7 separate regions of the Mus musculus genome follow, and all the other regions are linked to region 1. A link is a contact called in public HiChIP or PLAC-seq and promoter capture Hi-C data. All regions are on one chromosome and are shown on one strand. The core of a region is the stretch at or near the end of the contact, and the rest is flanking DNA. Distances in the headings are between cores, read along the strand shown.

Evidence for each region. Promoter capture Hi-C pulls out the DNA fragments that hold promoters and counts their contacts. HiChIP or PLAC-seq counts read pairs in DNA pulled down with a chosen protein or histone mark.
Region 2: a contact with region 1 is called in an H3K27ac HiChIP or PLAC-seq map of VIP interneurons, with 11 times the contacts expected there. The contact joins the enhancer-like site here to the promoter of Tmem126b in region 1. A contact is called at or near these places in 16 of 39 promoter capture datasets (the 3T3-L1 cell line, 3T3-L1-derived adipocytes, the C10 cell line and 11 more), 1 of 15 datasets of contacts at CTCF or cohesin (the NIH/3T3 cell line), 7 of 484 Hi-C or Micro-C datasets (embryonic stem cells, forebrain, nephron progenitors and 1 more), 20 of 115 datasets of contacts at active chromatin or transcription factors (the NIH/3T3 cell line, the SCID.adh cell line, SST interneurons and 13 more) and 1 of 9 other capture datasets (pancreatic islet).
Region 3: a contact with region 1 is called in an H3K4me3 HiChIP or PLAC-seq map of embryonic hindbrain, with 5 times the contacts expected there. The contact joins the promoter of Prss23 here to the promoter of Tmem126b in region 1. A contact is called at or near these places in 1 of 39 promoter capture datasets (pre-B cells) and 3 of 115 datasets of contacts at active chromatin or transcription factors (astrocytes, embryonic hindbrain and large pre-B cells).
Region 4: a contact with region 1 is called in a promoter capture Hi-C map of hippocampal neurons, with 2.5 times the contacts expected there. The contact joins the enhancer-like site here to the promoter of Tmem126b in region 1. A contact is called at or near these places in 16 of 39 promoter capture datasets (the 3T3-L1 cell line, 3T3-L1-derived adipocytes, the C10 cell line and 7 more), 2 of 484 Hi-C or Micro-C datasets (embryonic stem cells and nephron progenitors), 8 of 115 datasets of contacts at active chromatin or transcription factors (the NIH/3T3 cell line, VIP interneurons, cardiomyocytes and 5 more) and 1 of 9 other capture datasets (pancreatic islet).
Region 5: a contact with region 1 is called in an H3K27ac HiChIP or PLAC-seq map of SST interneurons, with 5 times the contacts expected there. The contact joins the enhancer-like site here to the promoter of Tmem126b in region 1. A contact is called at or near these places in 1 of 39 promoter capture datasets (embryonic stem cells) and 4 of 115 datasets of contacts at active chromatin or transcription factors (SST interneurons, astrocytes, embryonic forebrain and 1 more).
Region 6: a contact with region 1 is called in a promoter capture Hi-C map of hippocampal neurons, with 6 times the contacts expected there. The contact joins the enhancer-like site here to the promoter of Tmem126b in region 1. A contact is called at or near these places in 7 of 39 promoter capture datasets (cranial neural crest, embryonic stem cells, hippocampal neurons and 2 more), 1 of 484 Hi-C or Micro-C datasets (cerebral cortex) and 11 of 115 datasets of contacts at active chromatin or transcription factors (SST interneurons, embryonic basal ganglia, embryonic forebrain and 6 more).
Region 7: an H3K27ac HiChIP or PLAC-seq map of SST interneurons shows a contact between it and region 1, with 6 times the contacts expected there. The contact joins the enhancer-like site here to the promoter of Tmem126b in region 1. A contact is called at or near these places in 14 of 39 promoter capture datasets (the 3T3-L1 cell line, 3T3-L1-derived adipocytes, the C10 cell line and 10 more), 8 of 484 Hi-C or Micro-C datasets (cerebral cortex, embryonic stem cells, gonadal supporting cells and 2 more), 15 of 115 datasets of contacts at active chromatin or transcription factors (SST interneurons, VIP interneurons, acute myeloid leukemia and 10 more) and 1 of 9 other capture datasets (pancreatic islet).

Annotation. Positions count from the first base shown.
Region 1 is chr7:90,474,504-90,477,349 of GRCm38.p6, reverse strand. Tmem126b (transmembrane protein 126B) reads left to right here and starts at 1,355. Exons shown (of 5, transcript NM_026734.2): 1 at 1,355-1,455. The coding sequence starts at 1,375. It also overlaps a transcript of Dlg2 not described here.
Region 2 is chr7:91,428,690-91,431,535 of GRCm38.p6, reverse strand. The region is part of intron 1 of Dlg2 (discs large MAGUK scaffold protein 2); the gene reads right to left. Among named protein-coding and RNA genes, the nearest start is that of Gm24552, 190 kb to the right of the region's middle. Within about 2 kb of position 1,410, at least 7 of the 459 cell types and tissues checked have an H3K27ac peak or open chromatin away from gene starts, as enhancers often do. A contact at or near this core is called in SST interneurons, VIP interneurons and forebrain, where this site is marked.
Region 3 is chr7:89,516,104-89,518,949 of GRCm38.p6, reverse strand. It overlaps Prss23 (protease, serine 23), which reads left to right and starts at 1,364. Exons shown (of 2, transcript NM_029614.4): 1 at 1,364-1,503.
Region 4 is chr7:91,410,933-91,413,778 of GRCm38.p6, reverse strand. All of the region lies in intron 1 of Dlg2 (discs large MAGUK scaffold protein 2), which reads right to left. Among named protein-coding and RNA genes, the nearest start is that of Gm24552, 170 kb to the right of the region's middle. Within about 2 kb of position 1,483, at least 10 of the 459 cell types and tissues checked have an H3K27ac peak or open chromatin away from gene starts, as enhancers often do. A contact at or near this core is called in hippocampal neurons, where this site is marked.
Region 5 is chr7:91,388,155-91,391,000 of GRCm38.p6, reverse strand. All of the region lies in intron 1 of Dlg2 (discs large MAGUK scaffold protein 2), which reads right to left. Among named protein-coding and RNA genes, the nearest start is that of Gm24552, 150 kb to the right of the region's middle. Within about 2 kb of position 1,475, at least 6 of the 459 cell types and tissues checked have an H3K27ac peak or open chromatin away from gene starts, as enhancers often do. A contact at or near this core is called in SST interneurons, where this site is marked.
Region 6 is chr7:91,261,132-91,263,977 of GRCm38.p6, reverse strand. All of the region lies in intron 1 of Dlg2 (discs large MAGUK scaffold protein 2), which reads right to left. Among named protein-coding and RNA genes, the nearest start is that of Gm24552, 20 kb to the right of the region's middle. Within about 2 kb of position 1,462, at least 89 of the 459 cell types and tissues checked have an H3K27ac peak or open chromatin away from gene starts, as enhancers often do. A contact at or near this core is called in SST interneurons, cerebral cortex, embryonic basal ganglia and 5 more, where this site is marked.
Region 7 is chr7:91,217,161-91,220,006 of GRCm38.p6, reverse strand. The region is part of intron 1 of Dlg2 (discs large MAGUK scaffold protein 2); the gene reads right to left. Among named protein-coding and RNA genes, the nearest start is that of Gm24552, 24 kb to the left of the region's middle. Within about 2 kb of position 1,481, at least 14 of the 459 cell types and tissues checked have an H3K27ac peak or open chromatin away from gene starts, as enhancers often do. A contact at or near this core is called in SST interneurons, cerebral cortex and forebrain, where this site is marked.

The sequences.
Region 1 (2,846 bases), core at 106-2,605:
TTTGGACAGTTTTCTGGGGGCAAAAGAGAGATTCAAAGGCCCCCTTCTATTTACTGGTTCTGTTTCTCGCCCCTCAGTAAAACACTATCCAGCTTGTCACTTTCCTATTTTTCTTCTGTGGTCTCCAAGCCCCCAAGGCTTGATCCTTAATGCCCCTCAGATCCTGATCCTCCTGTGTATTAACTGAGAGGATTGAAAAGAAGGAAGGCAATCCCTTGGCATGGAGACATTAAAGTGACAGTGCTATTCAATGGGCACTTGATGCAGGATGATTTGGCGAAGCAGACTTCTTCACACTGGAGTCATTCACATCATGCCATCTCTTCGCAAACAAGCAGCTTCCTATCCGGCGAAGAAAAACACTGAGGCTGCTGGAAAGGAGAAACCAAACCTTCCCCAAAAGGTGTTTTCAGAGACGCTGTAGTAGTATTAGGCATGCAATCACACACTATGCAAATAGTCCGCGATTTCCTAAATGAGAGTGCAGCTGTTTGGCTTCCACATCCACCCTTTCTCAGTCTCTCTCCAATCTACCCACCTTCCTTTTGCAGAAAAGACATTTCTCTGCCACCGCTGGCCACCCCTGCCCACACCCCGATCTTATACAGAAGAGCACCGAAATGTCCTGCACCCTCCAAGCGATGAAGTGTTTCCTCGGGCAAGAGAAACAGCAGCACTAGAAATTATATAACTCTCGAATTTGGCTTGCCTAAGACATGGAGACTGGAGGGTCGGGGGTTGCGGGTCTGGCAGACGCTGCTGGGCATTTCACGTGCACGGAAGCGCGCCTGGCCTCCTCGCAGCACCATCCACCCCTAAAACACTGGCCGACCAGGGCTCTTCGGGGGAGCAGGGAAAAGGGATATTTCTAACTGAACCCTTTCCAAGCGGGGCTTGAGGGTGGACTATGGGGACTGAAGACTGTAGAGAGCAGGCTAGCCCGTGCTGCTGTGGCCGCGCCGGGGAGACGGGCTGGAGGCTCTGAGGAGGAACCTTAGAAACCACAGCCTTAACACACCGACCGGGCCGAAGGAACTACCAGGGCTCGGTTACCCCAGCCGCCCTGAGAAGAAGGCGCGCAGCAACAGGCCTGCGCCCGAACCGCCCCTGGTTCCCTTCAGGTTGGCCAGGCTGACAATTTGGCAGAGGACAAGGCAAGGCTGGCTAGGGGCGGGCCCCTGACCCTGAGCCTTCCTCGGAGCCAATGAGAGATCGCACTTCTGCGACGCCACGCCCAACCTCCGCCCGGCTGGAGGGCGCGGCTTTTGACTGGGTGGGGGAGTACCGGACTAAAGGTACGAGCTGTCAGACAGCTGCAAGTCCCGCCCCAGGCGCTCCGGCCACGCCCTCCTGTCAGTCACGTGAGGCGCTAAGATGGCGGCGTCCCAGCGACCAAGTTGGTCCGAGTCGAAGGTTGCTGGTGTTGTGCAGGAGGGAAATAGGGAAGCACCCCAGGTAGGCGGAAATCTAGGGTGGTGTGGGTCGCCTCCTCGGAGATGATGCACGTGAAGGATTTGAGCAAATAGAACCGAACCCGACTTTATGTAGAGTGTAATCAAATCTCTAGTTCCGAACAGCGTAGACCTGAAGTCTACGCCGATTAAATGCAGCTTGTTTCTCTTTCTCGAGGACCTTTCTTCAATTACAAATACTTTATCGCCTTACCCCACCCGGCCCGACCTCCAGTTCTCTCATTCTGTTTAAGTCTCCTGCATTTTATTGATTTGATGTGTTCTGACTTAACGCAAGGTTATGATGGCTTCTTGAATGCATTCACTTTTTTGATTACCCGAGAACCTAATATCCACCACGGCTGGACAAATCATGTTGAATAAAATTCTGAAGGTCAAATAATACACTTAAAGATACAACACACACACACTTTGCAGGCCATACGCCCACACAAATGCACTTAACGTGTATAAGGATGGTGATCTAATCAGTTGAGTGACTTTGAACTTCCTTAACTCTCAGATTAAACGTTGGTTGTGGCAAAAATCTTCATTTTCAGTTCTTGCTGAAAGACTTCCTTGGAATCTGATGATGGAGCACTTGTCAGGCCTGAAGCCCAGGCGTCTATACCAACAGCACAAAAATAAGTTAAAACAAAACAAAACAAAAAACTCTGGGCAAGTTAATAATCTATATCTCCTTAATTAAGGAGAGTGTAGTGAAACCCTTGCAAATGCCAGATGCCAAAAATATTTGCTGTTGCTTTTGATTATTTCAATATTGACTGTCCTGCAGCCATAATTGTGGGTACCCTTTTCCCCAAAGCTGTCTTAAAGGCCTGGAAATTTTCTGTGGGTGGTGAAGAGGGCTGTTCAGGGAATTGGATGAGAACAGAACAAAAATTTCTCTACGTTTTTTTGATTAGCCATGATGCTATTAATATCTGCCTTCATCGTACACTAGATGGATTGGTTAGAGAATCCTCCTTAGAAAATACTATTTCTTCTTCCATTTTTCCATTTGGATAGCAGAAGGAGGGGGGAGCAAAAGATGTAAGTCTAGTCCCCCCCAAAAAAATATAATTTGTAAAGTATTTTATGCCTGCTCTGCCCACCCCCCTTCTCAGCTATCTTAAAGAACTGACTTAAATGCTGTGTTGTATTAAGGCAGAAATACTGGTCTTTTGATCAATTGTATACCACCTTAAGAAGATCAAGGAACCCATTCTTTGTGTGTGTTGATTTCCTGGAGTCAGGCTCCATTTTTTTTTTCATTAATTTTAGGCTTATTATATGCTCATCACTTATAAATGTTAGCATGTCATCTGTAATGAACCTTTGACTTTATAACTTCTCATGGATTAATCTAGAAAATGTAGAGCAAAAAATAAAAAG
Region 2 (2,846 bases), core at 161-2,660, 950 kb before region 1:
GCTTTGTTCCTGTTTGACTGACTTGCAAACTTGAATCTGTGGCTTCGCTATAGTCCATACGAAGACTTTTCTAAGTTACACTCTCCCAACACGTTTTCAAACGCCAAATGAACTGCCGAATTTCAGTAAATATATATATATATATACCTTTTTATCTGTCTCTTTTCAGTTGGTTTCTACTGGCCAACGGGTAGTCAGAAGAGAGTTTTCTTTGGCTGGGTTCTAGGGCACAGTAGATTAGAATCTACTACCGATGTATTGAGAAGGCAAATATATTAATTTTGAACACTTTATGTAGTAACTAACTACGTACTTACAGTATAGAACTTGTACTTTTTCTCATTGTCATTTAACCAAATCACTTAGAAGTCATTAAAAATAAAGTTTGGTGGTAACAAGAGGTAGGGGTAGTGAAGGAAGAGTGCAAGGAAGCTGGAGATGGCGTAGCTTGGGAACTAGTGTCCCTGCAATGTATGTGTACAAGAGTCATTATAATATACCGATATAATGAAGTAGTTCACTTAATGACTATGCTTAAATAAATAATCAGACTCAGCCTTTGGCAAGAATTGCCACAGTTCAGTTGAGTACTCAAATATATCTCTCAGCAAGCATTTTATTGATTTCCCACCAAGGTTATAATTTAACAAACACGTAATATTGATTTGTTTTTTAAACTCCATTCTCGAGCTATGGGGATCTCTGTGGAATTGTAATTCCTTCTAATTAAAAGCTTTCAAAATGCAAATATTTGCCATAAGGCATGGAGCACCATATGTTTCGCTGTAATCAAAGCACAAACTTCACCTCCTAAGATCTGCAAATGTCACTCTTTGCTGATTGGAATTTTTTTGTTTTGCCTTTCATTGACACTTTCCACTAACTTTTGTAAACTTTCGAATTCTATTTTAATTTTAAATTAATTAAATTACAGTTATTGAGCACCTGTCTGGAACGAGGGTCTGGACTGAGCCTTAACAAGCTGCTTGTGACAAACTTCCTCTACTCATTTTTAGCCACCACACTAATGAGGAACGAAACACTGATAAAGACAGATAAAGGTAGATATTCACATAGATAAACTTGTAGGAAGAAGAACCTATCTCCAAAAGATTTATCACCTTGGACTTAACCATCTTGTATAATTGTGGGAAACTCACAGGAAGAAATTAGTCTCAACACCCTTTGAAATTCCTTTTACGATTCAGAGAACATCCGCTACAGGGCTATATATAATCTGAGCTCCAAATCTACAGGCGTCATCTTTTTCTTTAAGTCAAATGCAGTAGGACAGCTACACAATATTGATTCCAGCCGATGTTCTTCAATGGAGCAACTTAAGTCAGCATATAAATTGCTAGCGACTATTACTGAACACTCACAGTGGGCTAGGCACGATTAATTCAGCTGAAACTCATTAATCCAATGACTAACTAGGTCCCCATTAGGAAGGTTCACATTTTACAAATGGCCAAGCAAGAGCAAAACACCCAGCTGAAATGCAACAGAATTGGCAGGCACTTTCATCATCTGCTGTTAATTGGAAGAAGTAGAACTTAACTTTATTCAGAAGAATGCTTCATCGTGGCCTTGGGAGCTAATGGAGTCTCAGGGGATCTGACTGGACTCCTCTAAGACCCTTCCAGGAGAGATGGCAGCTTTCTACAAGGAAGGGAGGAGGCCTGTGTGCCCAGTGATCCCCAGGAAGAATGAGTAACACCATGATACCATTTTGTGTAGACATGCACAGGTTGCTTGCCTTGAACATAATTTATGTACAGGAAAAATAGAAGCTTTATTGAGGCAAGAAGATGGGGGCGGTTGCTGAACTTAATTTTAAAGGGAGAGGCTACTGTTTCAGGTCTGGGTTACTAACTTTGCTGTCAAAGAAAACAAATAGTGTTCCGGAGCTGGGGTACTCACATGTTGCCACCAGGTCTTGTTGCTGTGCTTTGGCCATGATCCATCATCGCTCATTATTATCCGATGCTCATCACTCCCAGCCCCAGAAATCATTTGCTAGGTACAGATCATGCATTTTGTACTTGGCTATGTTAATCAAGAGCTTTGTTCCCCCTTCTTTCATGGACTTGGTAGTCTGGTTGGGTGGGCAGATATTAAGTGCATATGTGTATGTAATTACCCTGGTACAATAACAGGTTAGTTGAAGAAAGCACACACTGCATGTGGTGTACATTATCAACAAGTAGTAAGGCTCAGTATGGGTCATAAGGCTCAATAGGTCAGGTGACAATGTGACAGCCGCTTCTTTTTTTTTTTTTTTAATTAGGTAATTTCCTCGTTTACATTTTCAATGCTATCCCAAAGGTCCCCCATACCCACCCCCCCCAATCCCCTACCCACCCACTCCCCCTTTTTGGCCCTGGTGTTCCCCTGTACTGGGGCATATAAAGTTTGCAAGTCCAATGGGCCTCTCTTTGCAGTGATGGCCGACTAGGCCATCTTTTGATACATATGCAGCTAAAGACAAGAGCTCCCGGGTACTGGTTAGTTCATATTGTTGTTCCACCTATAGGGTTGCAGTTCCCTTTAGCTCCTTGGGTAATTTCTCTAGCTCCTCCATTAGGGGCCGTGTTGCCCATCCAATAGCTGACTGTGATCATCCACTTCTGTGTTTGCTAGGCTCCGGCATAGTCTCACAAGAGAGAGCTATATCTGGGTCCTTTCAGCGAAATCTTGCTAGTGTATGCAATGGTGTCAGCATTTGGAAGCTGATTATGGGATGGATCCCTGCATATGGCAATCACTAGATGGTCCATCCTTTTGTCACAGTGACAGCCGCTTCTATGGGTACCTCTTGTATCTGCATGTGGCCTTTTTGTATA
Region 3 (2,846 bases), core at 115-2,614, 960 kb after region 1:
TATGTTTGAGAAACACTACTCAACAATGTGTTCAGGGCTTTCCTATTTAAAGGCAAGGCAAACACTAGCTCACTGGACATGTCACTAACATCCTGGTGTGGAATAGGATGTCAGGCCCTCCCTTTCTGAGGGCAAGCTTTGACAGGAAAAAAGGAAGGCTACTCTGGGATTGACAGGAGAAAAAAGAAGGAGGAGGAAGAGGAGGAGGAGGAGGAGGAGGAGGAGGAGGAAGAGGAGGAGGAGGAGGAGCAGGAGGAGGAGGAGAAGGAGGAGAAGGAGGGAGAGGAGGAGGAGGAGGAGGAGGGAGAGGAGGAGGAGGGAGAGGAGGAGGAGGAGGAGGAGGAGGAGGAGGAGGAGGAGGAGGAGGAGAGAAGAAAACGACCTCTGCAAAATTTTGTCCTACTGTTCAGGAGCTGTCTGACTGCTAGCAAGATTAGGCCTCTCCAGTCCTCCAGTCCTGAGGGGAAATCCACAGCTCCACCCTTTTCATCTCCATGACCTGCATGAAGGGTTGGTTCACAGAAATGGATGTGTGGATAGTCTTAAGAGACTACTAAGACTATATAGCATTAGATATTTAAATAGTGAGGTCACCAGGCTGACTCAGTCCCCCAGGTGTGGACTTCTCCAGTGATTTAGGGAAACAGGCACCATAAGCTAGGAGGTGGCTCCACCAGCTGGTGCCCTGGTGCCCCAGTAAAGACCAGGCCGGGGGCGTCACCAGTCAACCCCTGGGAAGCTGCCAAGTCCGCGATCCCTTGCTGTGCTCTGGGACCCAGTATGCTAGCAGCTGAACTGCAGGGCCTGCAACCTCGGTAGCCTGCCTCTGGATTACAAACTGAGGTACACTCTAGAAGCGCTAGAGGAGGAACTAAGGTGGAAAGGAGCTCGGTCGTCACTATTCAAGGCGCACAGAATGCGCACGGGTGAGGAGCTTACAAGTTTGAATTCTGCTTTGCAAACTTGCCTAGCGGCGCTCCACGCACCCGGGGTGCTGGAGGACTGGAAGGTTGGAAGGGACCGCCCACTCTGGAGCATTGCTTTAGCAGACTCTGGGCAATGTAGACCCCTAGAACTTGGTGTGAAGTTGTCTAGAGCGGGAGAGTGCAAGAGTCACTGGTAGGAGCCGTTCATCGGACACGGTGCAGGGGCATCGAGTACGGGGACCCGCTGGTGGTGACGCGCTGCGGAGACCCACCTGCGCGGGGCCCGAGGGTTCTGGACCTCTGAATAGCAGGGTGACGCTGGCTGGAGGCAGGCGGCTAGGGGAAGGGGAGGCGACGGCCGGCGGGCTGCGCGGCTCGCGGCTGGGGGCGGGGCGGGAGGGCCCGGGAGGCGAAGGGGAGGGGATGGGGGGCGGACCGGGTGCTGCAGGCTCTGCTGGACCTCAGGCTCGCACTCGGCCACTCTGCGGAGCAGGCATGGGAGCCGCGCGCGTCCTCCGGGCGCCCACACCTGTCTGAGCGGCGCACGGCCGCGGCCCCGGCGGGCTGCTCCACGCGGGTGAGTGCGATGCGGGGACCCGGCGTCTCCCGCTGGGTCCGAAGGACCAGGCGTGTGCCGGAGCCGGACAAAGAGTCGGGTGCGCGCGGGGTGGGGTGGCTGCGGGTAACACCGGGGAGTTTGCCGTGGCTTCCGCACAGACTCTGGGCTTAGGACAAGAGCCTGAAAGAGCCTCCCTCCCCGGACACCGGCTCTGTACAGCGTTTGGATTCACTCAGTGTCTCTCTTAAAGTGGATGGGGAAAAGAAGGTTTTGAAAGCGCTGTCTTGGATGCAAGGTGTTGTCTAGGGGTCAAGTGGAGCTGTGTATGGCAAGGTGTCCCTGGAGAGGTCAAGGTAGGCTCTCCCCCACGAACACACACTGTAACCTCTACCATTTTCTTTCTTTGAGTTTTGCGCCTACTGTATCTGACTTCATCGTGCTCTGAGCATTAATTTTTAACCTGGCACGTGACTATGAACACACCTTAACAAGCAAGAAAAAGTCAGCAAACACAAGTTGGGATCAGGCTCTGTGCTGGGTGCCGACTTTGCTCTGAGTGCTAAATCTAGAAAATTATGCCTGGGCTATCAACAGTTGTTGGAAGCAAATATTTCTTCAGCATGTAGCCATTTATCACAAATTGCTAACTGAAAGAAAAGATTTGCCCTCCCCTAGAACTTTTAAGAGAGGAAGATGTGTTTAGATGGAGCAATACCACCCCCTCCTGAAATGGAGCCGATTCTCCCTCCCACCTCCCTCAGAGCATCCCTTGAGAAAAGCCTCTGATTAAAATCCTGTTTGTTTTATTGTCCATTGGGTGACATCCACGAGAATTTAGAAACAGCCCGTAGCCTGTGGAAAGTTCCAGATGATTCAGGATCTCGGTTAGTATAGAAATTGCTACTCCCAGGTCTTGTAAGTGAACTTGAGAGGTCCTAGCGAATGCCTTAAGGACAGATAGGTCAATACAAAATAGCCTTATCAGGCTCTGTGAGAAGAGTTTGATTTATAGTTGAAGTTAGGTTTTTCCAAAATCCCTATTGCAAATTAGTATCAGGATATTGTTAGACATTGTTTCGGGGGGGGAAAGTGTTTAAAAGAACTATTACCTGTCTTTCTAGGAGTCTCCTAGGAGTGAGGTACAGTAGTGCATGCCTGTGAATCCTAACACTTCGAAGGCTGGGGAAGGCCAGTGAACTTGAGGCTAGCCTGTGTTATTCAGTGAACATTTTTAAAGAGTCTCTTAGAACTGGATTGGGGACGGGATAAAGAGACCGAGGATTCTTTTGAAGGCACTACATTCATTTTTTTTCTGAGTGTGCCATAAATATATGAATAAATCTTCACTTGTATTTTCCATT
Region 4 (2,846 bases), core at 234-2,733, 940 kb before region 1:
GTGCTTTAATTAAAAGCTCTTTCACTCTTGACCCATGACATAAACAGTGACTTGAATACATAGGATGTTCCATGTTTTTCTCCATCACATTCTCCTGCTTAAAGCCAGGCTTGTCATAGTGTCATTATGTGCCATATTTACTTCCTCTGTGAGGCATTATCACCATGCTCTTCCCTCTAGCAATAAGCCAATATTTTTTTCCATAAAGTGAGATGAAAAGAAGATGAAAATTTCAGAAAAACTGTACACCACAACCATCAGACAATTTTGCTTTTATAAAATGTAATTTTACATTTAAACTATGGTAGATTATATTTTTATTTTATACATCTATGGATGGAGTCATCAAATAATAAATATAAAAATAATAATCAGTTATCTGGAAGTTTAAAAAACATGGTAGATATTACACAATTCAAGCTTAATCAGTATAAATTTTCTTTTTTTTTTTTTTTTTTTTTTTGGTTTACAAATGATTTAGGAATCAAATAGCAGCAACTTTTCAAAGTGAAGTCTGTGTGATGGGGAAAAAGAAAAGGCTGGCTTGCTAGGATAACATGAAGCCAGATGACCTACAGCTTTAAATCACAGTCCAACAGGCTCAGTTTGCTTGAATAAGTATTCAGAGTCCAAGTTAGGTTCTTCAGTAAAAAGAAATGTAGCAAACATTATATTTAAAAAGATTCATTAGCCTAATCAGGGACTTGGATAGCAAGGAATGCAATTATATTAACCTTTCAAGAGATGAAGATATTTTGAAGGAAACTCAAAGATTTTGTTTTCAGCAATAAAAATAGAATTAAGAATGACACTATGATTTACAAAGACGACAGCAATACATGATGGACTGATTCTATAACTGTATGTACATATGGATAAAGCTGGCTGTATATTCATGTCTGTGTGTTCAATGATTTGCAGTAGCAAAAGAACTAAAGGGTGCTGTTTTACAATATTTCTGTGTGCATGGATAAGCTGTTTCATAAATGATAAGACTAGTCACTCTCCTCTATAGAGACCCAGGTTTAAATGGCAGAACATGATGTGAAGAAACTATACAATTCATTTATGTGTAGCAGGGGAGGCATGTCCATGTATTTTCAGGAATTTGGCTAAGAGATATTGGTCCTCCTCATTTCATTTCATTTCATTCCTGCCCCAGATGTTGCCAACAGTGCAGGATGCCAATTTCATTGATTGCTTATGCTCAACCCAATAAAAGAATGAGAACTCGAAGCTTCCTTGCAAGGTCTACTCAACCCATGTCATCTTCTGGGTTTATCTGTCCCTTCAACATCAAAACTCTTGTGGTGGGCTGCTCCTACAGATAACAGTTCAACAGTCGCAGATATTTCCATTTCAGACAGATAGTTATTCATAAGCATATCTGAAAGGATTTTGGTCGATCTGCTTCACGCAGCAGAATTTGAATAAGCATTTGCTTCTGATTTCGCCCACCACTGCTCCCTCTCTCTGCTGCTTTTAAAAGCATCTGCTATCACAGATGCAAAAGATATGTCGCTATGAGCAACTGCTCTGTTTGGAGGAGCTGTGTCTCATGCCTGAAGTTCACTGGTACCCACAAAGCAATGAATGGAGAAACTCTCACAATCCACCTGGGTCTAGTCAAGAACTTTAAAACTTATCCTTCCTACATGTTTGTGGCTTAAGAGTTTTGACTCTATAATGCTTGATATACACAAATGGATATATGTACAGTAAATGGGAGTTTGGGAGAATAGCAATAAAATTAATACTGATTAAATAGCTGTGACAAAAAGTATTTTTTGTATGTTTTCTGCTCTGATAATTTATCTCTGTAGCTCTTGGTACAATACACACTTTGACTTGTTTTCCCCACACACATTTCAATTTATCCATGATCACTCATTATAATCGCACATATTGTCCTGTAACACAAATATTTCATATATCATATATCATACTTTTACTCTCTGATATGTATTTGTACTATTTTCAGGGTTTTCTTTGCTTTCTCTCTTTAGGAATGAAGCTACTTGAGGAAATGTAGTTTCCTTGCATTGCTCCAAGAAACATAACTAGGAAGAGAAAGTCTAAGTCAGAATGTTCAGTTTTGACAAACGGTAATAATTTGCACCCCCCCCCCTGCCCAAAAAAAAGGTTACAATCCCAACGATGTAAAAGTATTAACTTAGGATCATCTGAAAGTGCCAGGAAGCTTATGTTTTGCTTCGAACTTATGTTCCTTCATTACCTGTGAGGTTGGGTGTCTTCTCTCTCTCTCTCTCTCTCTCTCTCTCTCTCTCTCTCTCTCTCTCTCTCTCTCTCTCTCCCCGTCTCCCTTAAAGAGTTCTTGCTTCATTTGTTTGTTTTGATTTTTTGAGACTAGGTCTCACTATGTAGCCTAGCCTGGCCTCAAACTTGAGATCCTCCCAAGCCTCTAATTATTTGCCACACACACACACTACACATACTACACACACACACACACACACACACTACACACACACACATACACTACACACACACACATACACTACACACACACACATACACTACACACACACACACTACACACACTACACACACACACACACACACACTACACACACACATACACTACACACACACACACACACACACATACACTACACTACACTACACTACACTACACACACACACACACACACATAAGTATCTAAATATATAAAAGCAACGTGTTAAATCTGTTTAATATTACATTTAGTGCTACATTTCATGGATGGCCACTTGATAATGAATAATCAATTAGTGGATCATCCTTGGAGAATATTAATGTCCCCACTCTCAGATTTCCTTATTTTCTGGCCCTTAAAGTCTTTCTG
Region 5 (2,846 bases), core at 226-2,725, 910 kb before region 1:
TTTACCCTGGACATTCTTGAAATTCTATTCTCCTTATACCTACTGTCTTTGGAAGCATTTAACTTGTCTGTAGTCTATCTATACATTTTAATTCTTTCTCCATCACCAAGAGAACTTTATTTCTTAAATGTTCTTGAAGTATGTCAATAGTCTGAAACATTTCATGGTCAATTCACCAATATTTCATTTGACAAGGATGGAGAAAGAGGTATAATTTCTTGATTCCCAAGTGTAATCTAAATGGCAACAACTACTCTATATTAGTATTTCTGCAAATGAGGTGTTGTTATTTACATTTGAGAGTCCAACATAAACAGATAGATCTCAGTCCACAAAGCTACAAGTATCTACTGCTTCCCTTGTGTAAGGTGAGAAAACCAAAGGAAACTCCCAACTTCTCCTTTATTATCATTTTAATTGTACACACAGGGGCAGTGATAATTTGACAGGTGTATTCATTATGTAGTGATCAAATGAGGCTAAGAAGATGGACAGTTACGTCTTAACATTCAGAGTATGAACAACAACAGCAGGCTACCATAATGTCTTCATAAAGAAAGTCTAAGATTACATGATGACAGAATAGTAAGTGTTTACAGCAAAATGACATCAGTGGATTTTTAAGCCCTCTCATTCTTAAAGGCCCTTATTAGAATTTCTATTTTCCTAAATTCAATATTCTCTTTCTTTAAAGTAGGACTAATTTCTGTAGTGGAGCTGTATAGATGTGTATTGATATTCCATACTCTACTTCCTGGTCAAGATATCCTCATTTAAGATCATTTGGTTTCAGCTTTTTATACCCAAGGAAGCAAACATTCACTATTACATGACTGAAATGGGGTTAATGGTAGACTGTAATGTCCAGCATACTTTTTGACCTGTCACAAGCCCTTCAAAAATGTTGGTGACCTTGCAACCCCATAGCTCCACATCTTTGTCCTCTTGGATGAGATTAGCTCTTTATTGCAGCAAAAAGAAAAAAAGAAAAAGAAAAAGAAAAGACTCTAGGAGACTCTCTGAGGAGCTTTATCAGGCTTGTAGACACAGAGGGGGCTGATGGCAGACAACGATTCCAGCGTTGTGCAGACTTGAGAAAATAACCCTCTGACCCCTAACTGAAGGCAGTTCCTCAGAACCATTTTTGTAGAGGCTCTGATCAAAATGAGGGTATGCTGGCTTTAAAGGCAGGACCAGGATCAAATTCCTTTGGGTCCCCAGAGCACACATCAAACAGACTGCTGCCTATGAAGCAACAATACTAGGAATGTGACTAAACTCATTCAAGACAAAATTTCTTCTTGAAGATTTTACAATAAGAATAGAGAAAAAGGATGCCTACTGCTGTCTTTCTCTTTGTGGGTTTGTTTTCCTTTGGGAAGCAGTCTCCAGAGAGACAGAAAATGAAGCTACAGCAATGGCCCTGCTAAGGTACCCTTCACTCACGTATCTGCCAATGCAGTGACTCATGAAATTCACAATGTGCTGAGACACAGTGAGCGACGCTTCATATAAAATTAACATAAGCGAAAGGTTACTTGAGGAAACTGCATTACTTTTTTAGGTGACCCACTTATGGCTAAATTTGGAAAGCTGGCAAGGCAGACCTCACAGAAACAAGATACTATGAAGCCTGGGGCCCAGATCTTTACCGGGGCATCATTATAGGCAGGGCCACTTGGCCAAGCCAGATGCTATAGATGTGTCTGGTCACCTCAGGTTGCCAGTGTTTCCTCGAGCAAGGGGGAATGACAGAGCTCAAATTATGAATGATTTAACAGCAACAACAACAAAAAACTTAAGTAGGGTAAGTAGATACTAAACAGTCTTAAACACTATGGAAATGCTAATTTCTGTAGCAAGTGCATACAGTAGCTACTAACATTTTCTCTATAAAGAGTCTCAGACACAAAGAAGCTGGGCATCTCACCATAGGGATGAACTGTCTATGGTAGAACCTCCATCAAAAGAGAAACAGTTTGCCTCCAGAATATCTGTTTTTGACCCCTACCCTGATTAATGTTACATAATATTGTTACATGGATAATTATCTCAGAAGGAAAATGTAGTGGAATGTTTGAAAGTGCTGGCTTCCAAGCAAACTGGGTTGGATTCTGCATGTGCTTCTGTGAGCTGTTTGCACAATTTAACCTCTCCACTTAAGTTTGCTAGGTACAACAACCCACGTCATCAGTGAACCTGCAGGAATAAATGATGCAATGTCTCTTAGACTATTGCTTGGCAAATATCAACAGTCAACATTTCCTAATTAATATTATTCATTTAAAAGGAAAAGAACACTTTGCTTCCTGGTTATTCAGAGATGTACTAAAATGTCTAATGACTTTTATGAGATATGTGCACTGGAAGAAAATCAATTTTGTTACTAGACAGACTATAAGTTCTCACCTCTAACTCAGGCTGGCTCTAACCTTACATGAGTCAATCACTGTGAGCTTCAGTTTCTTCATGTCAAACTACAGGGAGGATTCAATGAGCTAATAGTATAATAGTAGATAAAGTGGAACCTAGCCAAAGAACAAAATAATCAGTTAGATTAAGTAATTATTGGATTCCCTGCCTTGCTGCATTGTAACCAGAGTTACCAAAATGTGCTGATAAATTTACATCTCCAGTATCTTTTTGCTAACCTCAAAATATTCAGCAACTAAGTGATGGGCCTAAGGTAATCTTGGGATCCAGTACTATTTTAAACCAATATGTATTCAAATATATTAATCCTCTATAGAGAATTTAAATTATTGATGTGTATAATTAAGTAAAGGCTACATATTTTCAATAAGTCTGGACAAATCAATGTTAGTCATCTATCAAGCTGCATGGTG
Region 6 (2,846 bases), core at 213-2,712, 790 kb before region 1:
AGATGTGTACTTTCACTTACTATGGATAAAGTATCCCCACTCCCACATGCACTTCCCTTTAGATAGCATCAAAGCAACCAAAAGAAGTGATTTCTAGAAACAACTGAATAAACGCACCAAGTTGTCACTGTAAGTAAAAGCTCATATTCCCGGCGAGCAAAGAACAGGTACTGAGACCACTTTTGGGCAATAACCTCGCTAACAGCAAGTTCTGGTAGATCCACCACAGCCAACAAAAAAGCTCTAATAAATCTTTTCAAACAGGCAGCCCTGGATGGTAACCTGTTTCAAAACCCTTTAAACCTCGTTACTTCGAACACTGAACAATCTTACACAACTCCAGGATGGGGTGGTCATTTGCTTCAAACTTCACGAAGAACTGTGCCGGCCATCTCTTGTTAAACATTTGGCTTGTTGGTTTCAAATGGACTGGTAAAAGCGAAGACTATCCTACAAATGAGGACTACATATTTACATCTCTAGACTTACTGACAAAAGTAGACATAAGCCCCTCCCTCACCGTTGGAAAAGCTACTAGAAACCAAGCCTCTCAGTTTGATCTGGAGAACTTCTATGGTCCCGGGTTTATTAGCCCACAGCCCTGTTTCAGGGGTGAGAGTCAGTCTGATGCTTTCCAGAGCATCCATACCAGCGCCCGGAGCTAATCACTAGCTAAAAGCAAGAAGAAATCCCAAGCACCGAGACATCTAAGGCGCCCTCTTTTCAAGAGTGCTTGTAGCTTCTGTGTGCTCCATTCAGGGTCCTGTCACCATCTAGCTATCATGCTAACTAACACCGGGCACTGGAAAAAAAATCACTGAGCTCTCCAAATCCAAGCCGGCTCCGCGAGTGGACAGAGCAGTCACACAGCATCTGTCAGTCTCCCAACAGGCAGACACATAAACAAACAACAAAAGAAATTGTTTGCTCTCCCCAGGGAGGCCAGCATGCATTAAAATAAGACATGAATCCCTTGTCCTACCTTGCATCCAAACATCAACGACAAAGTGTTGTTGGTGCAAGCAACTTTGCAGTGGCAAATCATTGGTGTAAAACAGTCAGGGTCCTTAAGAACAGGGGACATTCCTTTTGGGCTGCGGCAGTGGCAGCTCTCTGGGGGAACCGAACTTGGTGCTCACCCAGTTCTCGGAGCGACAGCCTGCCTAGACAGCCTAGACAGAGCGGCAGCTGTAATCGCTGCCCCCTGCGCCTGGTGCAGCCATCCCCGAGCCTAGGTGCAAGCACTGCTGCCGGCAAGTACAGTGCGTCTCGGGGTCTGTCTTCCCAAGAGAACGAAGGGTGGGGGAAGGGACAGAGAGCGAAGAAGGGTTCCCCACTATACGGAAATTGAAGGAGGTAAAATAAAAATAATTATAAATAAATCAATCAAAATAAAAGGAAGCAGAGCGCTTTTGAGGAGGGTTCAAAGGAGGTGGGGCAATATTAGCATGTAAAAGGATGTGCCCGCCTACTCGCCCCAGTCACTCTAGATCGTCAAGCAAGCTGAAGGGGGTTGAGATTATTCCCTCTGAAGGAAATTTTAAAAAAGAAGAAAGAAAGGGGGGGAAAAATCCACAATGCAGTTCCCAATTTGGTAAGAAGCCAGTGGCTTGCTGCTGCAATTCAGAGTCACCGTGGGGAGCGCTGGCCCAGAGAAGTGGGAGGGAGGGGCGGGGTAAGGGAGAGAGCGGTGCACGCGGTTCGCCAGCCTGGTGGCGCTCCGGGTGCCGCCAAGAAGTCCCTGGCTTAAGCAGGTGGGCCATTCCCAAGTGACGTGACCCCGAGAACACACAGGACCCTGTTACTACTGCTGCCTCAGCGTGGACGTCCTCAGATGCTGAGTTCCTGGGAAGAGGCGGACAGCGCCCAGCAGTGGAGGGACTGTCCTCCCCACCCCCATAGAAGAGCTAGTAGAGGAAGGAGGAGGGGAAAGTATCCAGCAAAGAGAGCTGATGCAGTATTAGGCTCCAAAAGATTAATGCTTTCCGGGTCAGCGAGTCCACTTGCTCTACGGGTTGTGAAGGGGGCCTCAAAGCCAAGCCTTTATCTGCTAATGACTTTTTTTTTTTTTTCAAATTCAAAAGATAAGGACATTCTGCTCCTCCTCCCTTCCCACCCTTTCGACCTAGGAGGTGCCATAGAGGTTCCCAGAAGCCACGGAAGTATCCATGCTGTTCTAGTATGAATGATAAGACCAATATACACTTTTTGTTTTGGCTGTCTTGGTTTTGTTTTTATAAATGAGACTGTGAAAATGCAAAAAGATTTTTTTAAGTTAGCAAGCAGCTAACACAGCTGCAAAATAGCTTAGTGACAGATTTGAGAAAGTGATAAGGAATGCAAGGGGTAGGGACTTGGTAAACTTAGCACTCAGAGTGCTGCCTGGGTACCATTCCTCACAGAGGGTTGATGGAAAGAGCAGAGATATCATCATCAGGTTTGGAGTAAGAAGGCTGTGTGTGGCTGTGTCTGTCACTCACTGTCACTTGCATGGTCTGAGTGCATTGATGTCTGATATGCATCATAACACCTAGAAAGAGCTGGGGAACAAGGTCATTAACTCCTGGGCAAAGACTCAGAACAGGGCAGTGGCTCTGCTCTCTGCTTGCAAACCTTCTGTTGGGCCTTAGAAATCGATCTGTCACTTGTTCATGCCATACAATCTCAGTAAGGCATGAAAAGTAGGTTCATAGAAAACACATGGCAGATAGTTTGAAAACCAGTTTTGCTGATGACCTCAGGGGACAGCTCCAGATTTACAAGGCTCCAGCAAGAACAAAAGAAAAAAATAATAAGAAGTTACTAGATAAAAAGTAGTATCTTATATTCGATCCTTTGCCTCCCTC
Region 7 (2,846 bases), core at 232-2,731, 740 kb before region 1:
AAGGCACTCAGGATGGGATATGTGTAACTTCTAAATCACTAATGTTCCGAGCTTTCTAGCTTTCTTGGGTGACAAAAACTATAAAATGTCCTTTAAAAAAAAAAGAATTACATCATTATGATGACTCATCCTTAACAAGTTTAAAGTCTGCTTAACTCTATCATTCTTAAAAGAACCTGGGATTTTTTTTTAAAGCCCAATTCTACCAATAACCAGCAAGAGCACCAGTATAACCTGTTAACTCCTCTCAGTCCCAAACTTTGTATCCGAAAAGTGTGACTTATAAAAAGTGTGACTGGAGACACATACTGAGATAATGGTTTGTTCTGCACCATATAAAAAAATTCCTGAAATACCACCCACCATTTGTACACACAGGGCTCACTATCTACATTTATTATACAGAGAAGGAGAAGGGAAAACTAAACACTTCTTAATCCCAGGCTGGGACATCCCAACATCACTAAATACAGCCTGGAAGGATCACTGCATCCCCCGAGATGACACAGTGTTGTAGCACAAGATCCTCAGAGCATTGAGTTCTCATTACACCGTTCCTCCTTTCCTCCAGCCAGGCAAATGGTGGTTCCCTAGGATGGAGCTAAATGATGCCCCAGTGAGCAAGCAAGATCTCTGAGGCATACCACCTGGTCTGGTTTGCCTGCCCTCCCTGAATATTGGCACTTAGGTGGCTATAAGACAGAGCTGTAGATGATCTTCAAAAGAATGGCTGCAACCACAGACCTACCTGCATTATAAATCTCTCTGGGACACCATGCCCCATGTTCAGTAACACAGGCAAAGCTCTCCTCTTTACATAACTCTTCTTTTTAATTAAGGCCCAGGAGGCCAAATAAAGACTCTGAAGTAAATCTTGATGCAGCTCTCCTTTTGAAGAGTAATGGCCTTCATAAGAAGATATGTTTTTTTTTTTTTTTTTTTTTTTAAATCTAGGTCTCTTAACTGCAAACCCAAACAAGTACAATTAGAGTTCCCAGGCACTGTGAAGTTCATTAAGGCAAATCAAGAAGTGGTGCAGGTAAAATCTAATCTCTTGCCTCTCGCATCAAAAGCCCCCACACTCGCCCACACTCCATCTCTGGTGGACTAAGCCCTGTGTCTTTTCCAGACTGCCTCTCCTCTCAGCAGCCTCTCTGGTGAGTTCGCCTCCAGGGGCCTCCTCTGCTTTCTGTTGTTTCTGTAGCAGCCAGACTGTTTCTTTCCTGCTCCCTCCCTCCCCAGGGTGCTTCCCACTCCTGTGGTTTGAGTGTCTTCCCACTCCTGTGGCATGTGTCCTTCTGGAGCCAGATCTGTTCACTCACTCAGTCCCTCTGGCTTTTCCCAAAATGATCCTCCTATTTGAACTCACGTTGTTCACACAAAATTTTTTTCTAAATTCATCCCTCTCTCTACACCATTTCTGCTATATACGGATGAAGTGCTCATTTCCACTCTCTGACCTCGTTACCCAGTACATGCATCTGTCACCTTACTAAGTATGGTAATTAGACACCCAAATATGCACTTCCTCTAAACTACCCTGGGCTGCTGCAGAAAAGGGAATATGCTTCACTTATGGTCGGCCCCAAATTCCATTTCTCAGCTCCTGGAAGACATTTATGAATACATGAATGTTTCTAATGGTGACAGATACATCCCAGAACACTCTGCAAACTCTCTCCAGGTTCATTCAAAACGTTGTGGGACCACAAGGAAAGGAGAACCCAAATCTAGTTTACAAAATGCATCTAATTGACATTTACATCTCAGGTCATCAGCTAGGGAGAGGGAAAACAGAAAAGGTCTGGGAATAATGGGGATCTTTCCTCATTATTCTCAGTATGTGATTCAGATGCTCAAAGAACAGAGACCTCCCATATAAGCTATGGTTAGGACTCAGCACATTATGCAGACCGAGAAGTTGTTAAGAGATACTTACTGAATACATGCATACATGCAGTCAGTGTCTAACACTGTGAGGAGCATTTTTCTCATTGTGACCTAATAAGACCAACCAGGGTAATAACATTGCTATGTATAGTTGTGATACATTAAAGGGCATTTTCTTATGATTATTTATAGTAGATCTCTTGGCACAAATTGTATGAATATAATAACATACTGCAAAATTTCCCAACATTGTTGCATATATCACTGTGAATTTGCCGTTATAAATGAATCCTCTAAGGAAAAAATACAGTAAAGGCATATTTGCCACATGATTATTTGATTGTCTATATCCCCTAATGTATTATTTACTCAAACACTTGAAGTGCAGTCATCCAATAGGACTCCAGAAATTGGCACATTTCACAACAAAATATGCTGAGCATGTACATAAATGTATGTAAATGTTCTCAGGTTTGAGCCAAGTTCCTTGCCTTTGTTCTCTTTCTCTGACTTAGTCATAGAGAGACTCATGAGGACTTGGGGCCTCTGGCTTAGTCACAGAGAGACTCATGGGGACTTGCGGCAGCTCTGTGCTTCCAAACTGAAATGATATTGCCAAATAGTTACCTATATGCAAACTGAACTTAGTCCTACAGCTTTTGTACGTAGTGCATAGAAGACTGTATGGGAAATGAGCAGAAAGGACACAAAGGAAATCATCTAGGAAGAGCAGTTTGCAAATCAGTTCTCCAGACTAGTTTTTCAACCTTCCTTGGGGGAACAATGTAGAAATGCTGCCCTTTCCCAGGATTGTTGGGCAGTATGCTCAAACACAGCACACAAAGACCTCCTGCAACCCCACTTACAGCTTCTCAAAGCCTGAGTGAAAGAGGGTCAAGGCGAGGGCTAACCTTGTATTTTAGAACGAATCTTTATGTGTAATCCCTTGTCGGTTT